2 separate regions of the Callithrix jacchus genome follow, and region 1 is linked to region 2. The links are chromatin contacts, called in public Hi-C maps. All regions are on one chromosome and are shown on one strand. Each heading gives the region's core, a stretch centred on a gene start, on an enhancer-like site or on the middle of the called end of the contact. The rest is flanking DNA. Distances are from core to core; before and after follow the strand shown.

Region 1 (3,627 bases), core at 810-3,309, 37 kb after region 2:
CCTGGAGCAGGATGACTTTACACAATTATTCAACTCTTGAAACCGCCATTTCCTCCTCCATACAGGTAGAGGTGGCCTTCCTGACCATCAACCTCCCAGGGAAGCTGGGCAAACCAAGTGAGATCAGACAGGTATAAACTCTGCAAACCAGGGAGCCCAAGGTTCCCAGCCAATACTCAGCAGAGCTGATTCAGAGACCTGATGCAGGCCGTCTGTCTCCAGTTACTTCCATTATGTTTGCTCCGCTTTCCCCACCTCCAGAGGTGATGGGGCCAGGATAGCCACACAGCCAAAGTCAAAGGGCAGGGCTCCGCACAAAGATGATGCCTCTCTGGAAAAATCAAACCGGCAGGAAAGGCCCTCGACCAGCCCAGAAGAGGGCCTGAGACTGAGGGTCAAGGAGTTTCATTGACCCAGGACTATATTGCTATATGTCCATTGACCCAGGAATATTGCTATATGCCGAGCCTTCCGGGAGAGGTCAATGTCTACGGGAACGTTACTTGCTTTTCTTGGACTTGGCTTGAGCCCAAGGTCAATCTGTGATGCCCAACTCCCAAACGTGAGGCACCCACCACCAAAACAGCAGCTCTCACTACTGGTAGTTCATCAAGCAGGGTAGGATCGGTCGAAGTCCATAGTGCCCATGTGCAGTGGCTGAAAACCTAGACTCCTTGTCCTCACTTAGCTCATGCACAAATGCCAGCCTGCATCTGCTTCCGATTCTACCGAAGGGAACTGCAGAGTAACCTTGAGGCTGCCCTCCCCACCTCCTATGGGAAATGAGCTTGTTCATGATCTCCAGCCTCCAGCTTCCGCTGGGGGCTTGCATCTATCTACTCAGTACCCGGTGGAGGAAGCCGGCGGGGGCGGGGGGGGGGGTGCCCTAGAAGGACAACCCTTTGCCCCTATTGTGTAAGATGCTTTCAGGCCCAACAGACCACTGATTCCCTTTTCTTGATAGTAAACTGTCAGTGGCAAACAGTATTATCTGTTCTTCCTTTCAACACCCGCCCTCCCCTAAACCGAAGCAGTGCCCTGAAGACGGTAGCTCTGCAGCCTCCTCCCACGGAGGCACCCACCGAGGGGCTCGCCCGGCTCTGGGCACCTCTCCTTCACCTCTGGGGGCTTTGGTTGGCGCAGCACAACCGCCGAGGTAACGATCCCGAATGCTCCAGGAGGCTAAGCAGGACCACGGGGCTGAGACTCCGAGATGCTCGGGCGAGGCCCGGGGCGGGGCAGCCCGCGGGCGCCGGCCGCCGGGCTCTGGAGCTGTGCACGGACCTCCACCCGCCCCGTCCCTGCCCGGCTTTCTCGCCCAAATGGCCGGTGGCGCAACCGCCGCCCTCAAGAGGCGGCTGGGAGGAGCCGGCGGAAGGCGGGCGGGGACCGCCCTGCTTGTGCTGCATCGCAAGGCGCATCCCGGCCGCTGGCGGGCGGGGTCCTGGGCGGCGGCGCGGGAGGCCGTGCCGGGAATTGGGGACGGCCTCGGCGGGTGGGGACCGCAGGGCCGAGCTGGGTAGGCCGGGTGGCCTGTGCCGGCGCCGCGCGAGTCCTCTCTTACCGGCAGATCTGGATGGCGGACGGCGTCTCGACGTCTGGGCCCGACATGCTGGCGGCTGCGGCGGCGGCGGATGGCTGCAGGAGGGCGCAGGTGTCTGGCAGGCCCGGCGCGGAATGAATGAGCCGGGGCGGCGCCATAGAGGGGGAGGGCAGAGGCGGAGCCATGGCGCCGGCGAGGCGGAGCCTGCGCGCCGGGGGCGAATCTAACGCGGCCTCCCCGCGCAGGCCCCGCCCCCGCGCAGGCCCCGCCCCGCTTCCCGTGCCCCGGGCCGCCAAGGCCGCCGCGGGCTCGCGCGTGTGTCCGGTTCTGACGCCGTGAGGGCCGCGGCGGGCGCCGCTTCCAGAAGGATCTGTGGCGGTTGGGCCGCGCCGGCACGGGAAAGGCCCGCGAGCCGTGGAGGCCGCGTCCGACCCGGTGACAGTCCGGAGAGAAGCGGCCGAGTGGCGTAGGCGGAGCGGACGTAGGCCTCGCTCTCCGCGCGGCGGTAAATATTTGTGCGGGGGCGTTCCCGGCCGCCCGCGCCGCCGATTCGCTGCCGCGCCCGGTGCCTGGGCGACCGGATGAGGTCACGGCGGAAGGTCCGGCCGGGGCGCCTGACTGTCTGGCCCGAATCCCACCCCGCCCCCACCCCACCCGGGCCCCGGTCGCCCGCATCCGCGGCTCTCTGCGATCCGCCCTAAGAGAGAATGGAAGTCTGTTTCCTGGAAAGGAGCATTGGTGGCGGCTGCCGGGAAGCACACGGGCGCGCACACGGGGAATGGAACGGGGTTTTGCTGCAGCGGCACAAAGCGTCACGAGGTGGGAAGGAGGAAAGGCCCGCGCCTGTTCACACTGCCGGATGCGGCTTTTCCCGGCAGCGCTGAGCGCCAGCCTGGAGGTGCACGTGTTGCAGCGATGAACCCTGAAACATGCAGTGTTTTACAGCACACGGATGTGACCCGGAACGGAGTCCAGGCTACTGGGGGTCACCAAAAAAAAAAAATAAATCCACCAAAAAAACATCCTAGAGGGGAGAAGCGGCCGCACCCACGTGCTGGAATGTCAGCTTTTTGCTTCCTAGCCAGTTTGACCTTTTCCGAATTTCCACAGTACACATAGATTTGTACTCACATCTTTAAATGAAAACCCACACAACTCCAGCTCCCCAGTGCAATTTGAACAAGCCATTTTACACTCAGCTAGGTAGCTCTAAAGGAACTGTACCTCATCCTGGTCACCGCTACCGGACCGTGAAGGCAGCCCACAACATGGTCTATAACTCCCAGGAGCAGGGGCAGCCCAGGTCAGAACTCCGTGATTTCAGGACTTTTTTTACACCACGAATTTCCTTTTTCTGTTTTGTTTTTTTGAGACGGAGTCTCGCTCCGTTGCCCAGGCTGGAATGCAGTGGTGTGATCCCAGCTCACTGCAACCTCTGCCTTCCAGGTTCAAGCGATTCCCCTGCCTCATTCTCCCCGTCGAGTAGCTGGGACCACAGGCATTCACCACCATGCTTGGCTAATTTTTGTATTTTTAATAGAAATGGGTTTTCACCATGTTGGCCAGGCTAGTCTCAAACTCCTGATCTCAGGTGATCCTCCCGTCCCAGCCTCCCAAAGTGCTGGGATTACAAGTGTGAGCCACTGTGCTGGCCACAGAATTTTGTTTTCTCATGAGAATCAAGTTGATGCAAGCAAGTTGATCAACAGCCTGCAAGACTGTTTAAACACCACCTCTTCGCAATTGAATCCTGAAATGGTTGGAAGCAGTAACTAGATTTGGAGCTGCAGGCAAGATAATTTCCCTTTAAAAAAAAAAAAAGCTTTTGAGACAGGGTCTTGGCTCTGTCGCTCAGGCTGGAGTACAGTGGTGCAATCTCCAGAGTTCAAGCAGCCCTCCCACCTCAGCCTCCTGAGTAGCTGGAACCACAAGCACATCCCACGATGCTCAGCTACTTTTTGTACTTTGTTGTATAGAAGGATCCTCACTACATTGCCCAGGCTCATCTTGAACTCCTGGGCTCAAGTGATTCACCTGCCTCGGCCTCTCAAAGTGCTATTATTATGGGTGTGCATCACTGTTCC
Region 2 (3,611 bases), core at 723-3,222:
TGAAGACAGGACAGATTGGCGGGTAGGCTTTGAGACACAAGGCCAGGGACAGCGCCTGAGGCCGGGGTAGAGCCCGGAACCACCTGGCAACAAGTGAGGGCCCAGCACTTGGCTCTGGGCCATCAGGAGCACCCACCAGGAACTGAAGACTGCACACCAGCCAGCTCCCATGAGACTGGCCGCCTTCCTTTGGCACCCGGGTCCTGCACCAAGGACCATCCTAACTCCCCAGCTGGCCACCCAGGAAGCCAGCCTCTGCCTTCTCAGTCAGACACAACCCTCTCCCCCACAGGACCTTATTCCTGCCTGGGGACTGTGCTGTCACCTCCAACGCATGAGGCCCAAAGCCCAACTCACTTGCCCCTCCCCGCTTGCCCCCAAATCAAACGCCTTCACTCTAAGCCGGGGCAACCAGTGAGTCCCCACCTCAGCTGGGATTCCTTCCCATCTACCACCAGCTGCTCCACACCTGGCCCCTTCCTCTTCCCCTCCCCACCCCCCTCATTTCTTCCAAACAGCTTAGGAACAGCTGGGCCCCTCCAGCCTCCAGGACTCATAAACAGCTCTGTCACTCTCTCAGGCCCCCACCCCATGGCCTGGCCAAGGCCAAGAGTGTCCAAGACAGGGTCATGACTGCCTCCGTCTCCACGCAGGCAGGGGTGAGACCCAGGGGAGCCAGGGAAGCTGCAGCCTCTCACTGGAAATTTTGTTTTCCCATTTCTAATAAAGACACTGGGACCGAAAGCACTTCACACTCCTCTGTACTATTTTTTTTGTTTTGTTTTTTGAGACAGGGTCTCACTCTGTCACCCAGGCTGAAGTGCTGTAGCATGAGCTTGGCTCACTGCAACCTCCATCTCCTGGGTTCAAGTGATTCCTCTGCCTCGACCTCCCGAATAGCTGGGATTACAGGCACGCACCGCCACACCTGGCTAACTTTTATATTTTTAGTAGAGACAGAATTTGCCATTTGGCCAGGCTGGGCTCGAACTCCGAACCTCAGGTGATCCCCATCTCGGCCTACTAAAGTGCTGGGATTACTGGCATGAGCCACTGCACCCGGCCCCTCTTTACTATTAAAAAATTGAAATACAGGTTGGGCATGGTGGCAAACACCAATAATCCCAACACTTACAGAGGCCGAGGCAGGTGGATCACTTGAGGTCAGGAGTTGAAGACCAGCCTGGCTAAGATGGCAAAACCCTGTCTCTACAAAAACTACAAAAATTAGCTGGACGTGGTGGTACACACCTGTAGTACCACACGCTAGTTGGAAAGCTGAGGCAGGGGAATATCTTGAACCAGGGAGGTAGAGGTTGCAGTGAACCACACCACTGCACTCCAGCCTGGGCGAAAGCAAGACTGTCACTAAAAAGAAAAAAGAAAAAAAATACATTTTGTCTGGCCAGGCGCAGTAGCTCATGCCTGTAATCCCAGCACTTCGGGAGGCCAAGGTGGGTGGATCACTTGAGGTCAGGAGTTCGAGACCAGTGTGGCCAGTATGATGAAACTTGGTCTCTACTAAAAACACAAAAAAGTGAGCTGGGCACGGTGGTTGGCGCCTGTAGTCCCAGCTCTCTGGAGGCGGAAGTAGGAGAATAACTTGAACCTGGAAGGCGGAGGTTGAAGTGAGCCTAGATGGTGCCACTGCACTCTAGCCTGGGTGACAGGGCAAGACTCTGTCTCTAAAGAAAAAGAAATACATTTGTCACTAGTATTCCTGGGGTTAAAAATTATCTAAAACTAAAGAAAGAAAGACGTGAACACCACACATAGGCAGCGGCACAGGCCTGGCCAGGTTCTGGAGGACTGATTGCTGCTGAGTCTGACATACTACCCCTCCCCAAGCCCCACCACACCAAGCCTACACTTCTTCCCCCTCCTCTGACCCCAGAAACTTCAGGGAAAGACAGAAAGTTGCCTAGGGCGGGGCCTTTTCTTCGTGGCTGCCTTCTCTCTCCAGGGCTGGCCCCGAGCGCTGCCCACACTATCCTCCACTGGAGGGTCCTGGTAGGCAGTAGCCCCGGCTGACTGCAGGTCTGGAATGTCACCCGCACCCATAGCCCTGCCCTTTTTCTGTTCCAGCTGTTCCTGTCCCAGATTGGAACCATGCGTGTCTATCCCTTGTAGCCTGAGTGGCCAGTGCTGGGGCCCGAGGTGAATAGAAGCTGATGCTGCCACCCCATTCTCAGCCACCCCACTCTCGGACAGTGTCCCCTCTGGAGGGAGCAACTGGCTGATGAGCAGGGCTCTGAGGAAGCTGAGCACACATGAATCAAGGAGCCACTCCCAGAAGGGTACGGCCCCACCTGATCTCCGGGAAAGCTTCCCAGAGGAAATGACACCTTGGCCAATTCCTGGAGGATGAGCCAGGAGCAGAGGTCAGAGAAGGCTACAAGGAGAGGGAGTGTTTGAGGGCCCAAGGCCAGGAGTGCCCAGTGAGCTCCAGAAACAGAAAGCAACCCCACAAAGCTGGCGCACAGCCCAAAAGGGGGTGAAGAAGAGAAGCCCTGAGATAGGGACGCTGCTGTCATGCAGGGCCTCAGGGCTGGGACAAAGTCTGGATCCATCCTGAAAGGAGGCTGTGAGGCTGAAGCCCAGGAACTGCCAATCAGATAGTGTTTGGGGGGACACCTCCCAGGGTCTCTGCGTGGCCTCTGCACTCGCCTCTGGCCTTGCCCAGATCCTAGCTGGCCCTCACTGCACAGCCCATGAGTGACTCTTCCTAAGCAGGAATCTAGCCAAGTCACTCCCTCATTCACACCCTCCAGGGCCTCTCCTATCTACACAAGAAAGACTCAACTTCCCAGTAAGGCATCTGGAACTCTCAGGGATCCGGAAGTTCTCACCGGGTATACCTGCCCTTTCCACTGCTGTACCTGTCCCAGCAACGTCTGACCCACCCTCTGTGAAGGATAGGGAACCATTTACGATAGGGGAGTGTAAGCCAACACCCCCTCACAGAGAGCACCTGGCACTACCCACCAAAACTCCAGATGCACAGGGACACATCTGGGGACACTGGGGTGCAGGGAAAACCATCCCAGGAAGGAGTGTGGGAAACCAGAGGCCTCCATGGACCCTGGAGGAGGAAACTAGCTATTGAGTGGGACCTCGGAGAGATTCTGTGTGCCTTTTGGATGCCTTTAAACCATCTCAACCTGTTCACATTAATCAGTGCTCTTTAAAAATGCTTCAAGGCACAGCTCAAAACTCAGATCTCATCACACCAGAGGACCAGCCAGTACTCGTCCCAAGACCGCCTGCAGCAGCGTCCCTTGGGGTGGCTTGAGCCAGTCCCAAGGTAGGAGTGGGGCAGAGGATGTGTTCCAGGAGTGGAAAGCGAGGGCGCCTGGAAGAATCCAGGGAAGCCTGGCAATCAGAGGAGCCGCTCCTGCCCCAGGCCTCTTAGCAGACACCTGAGGGCTGTCCAGGTCTCCTGTGCCCCAGGGTCCCCTCAAGATGGAGTCCTACCTAAGCCCCATGGACCCTGAGTACTGGGCTGAACTGTGTCCCCCAACAGATGTGTTTGAGTCCTAACAGAAACTATGAACATCACCTTACTTAGATAGAGGTCTTGGCAGATACTCTCAAATGAGGTTACCGAGCCT

What was found. Hi-C and Micro-C count contacts between places; a contact is called where the count stands out from the background.
Region 1: a Hi-C map of skeletal muscle shows a contact between it and region 2, with 3 times the contacts expected there. The contact joins the promoter of ACOT7 here to the enhancer-like site in region 2. A contact is called at or near these places in 3 of 3 Hi-C or Micro-C datasets (induced pluripotent stem cells and skeletal muscle).

Annotation. Positions count from the first base shown.
Region 1 is chr7:44,283,956-44,287,582 of calJac240_pri, forward strand. It overlaps ACOT7 (acyl-CoA thioesterase 7), which reads right to left and starts at 2,060. Exons shown (of 10, transcript XR_013519756.1): 1 at 1,565-2,060.
Region 2 is chr7:44,247,524-44,251,134 of calJac240_pri, forward strand. All of the region lies in intron 1 of ACOT7 (acyl-CoA thioesterase 7), which reads right to left. Among named protein-coding and RNA genes, the nearest start is that of ACOT7, 37 kb to the right of the region's middle. Within about 2 kb of position 1,973, at least 6 of the 16 cell types and tissues checked have an H3K27ac peak or open chromatin away from gene starts, as enhancers often do. A contact at or near this core is called in skeletal muscle, where this site is marked.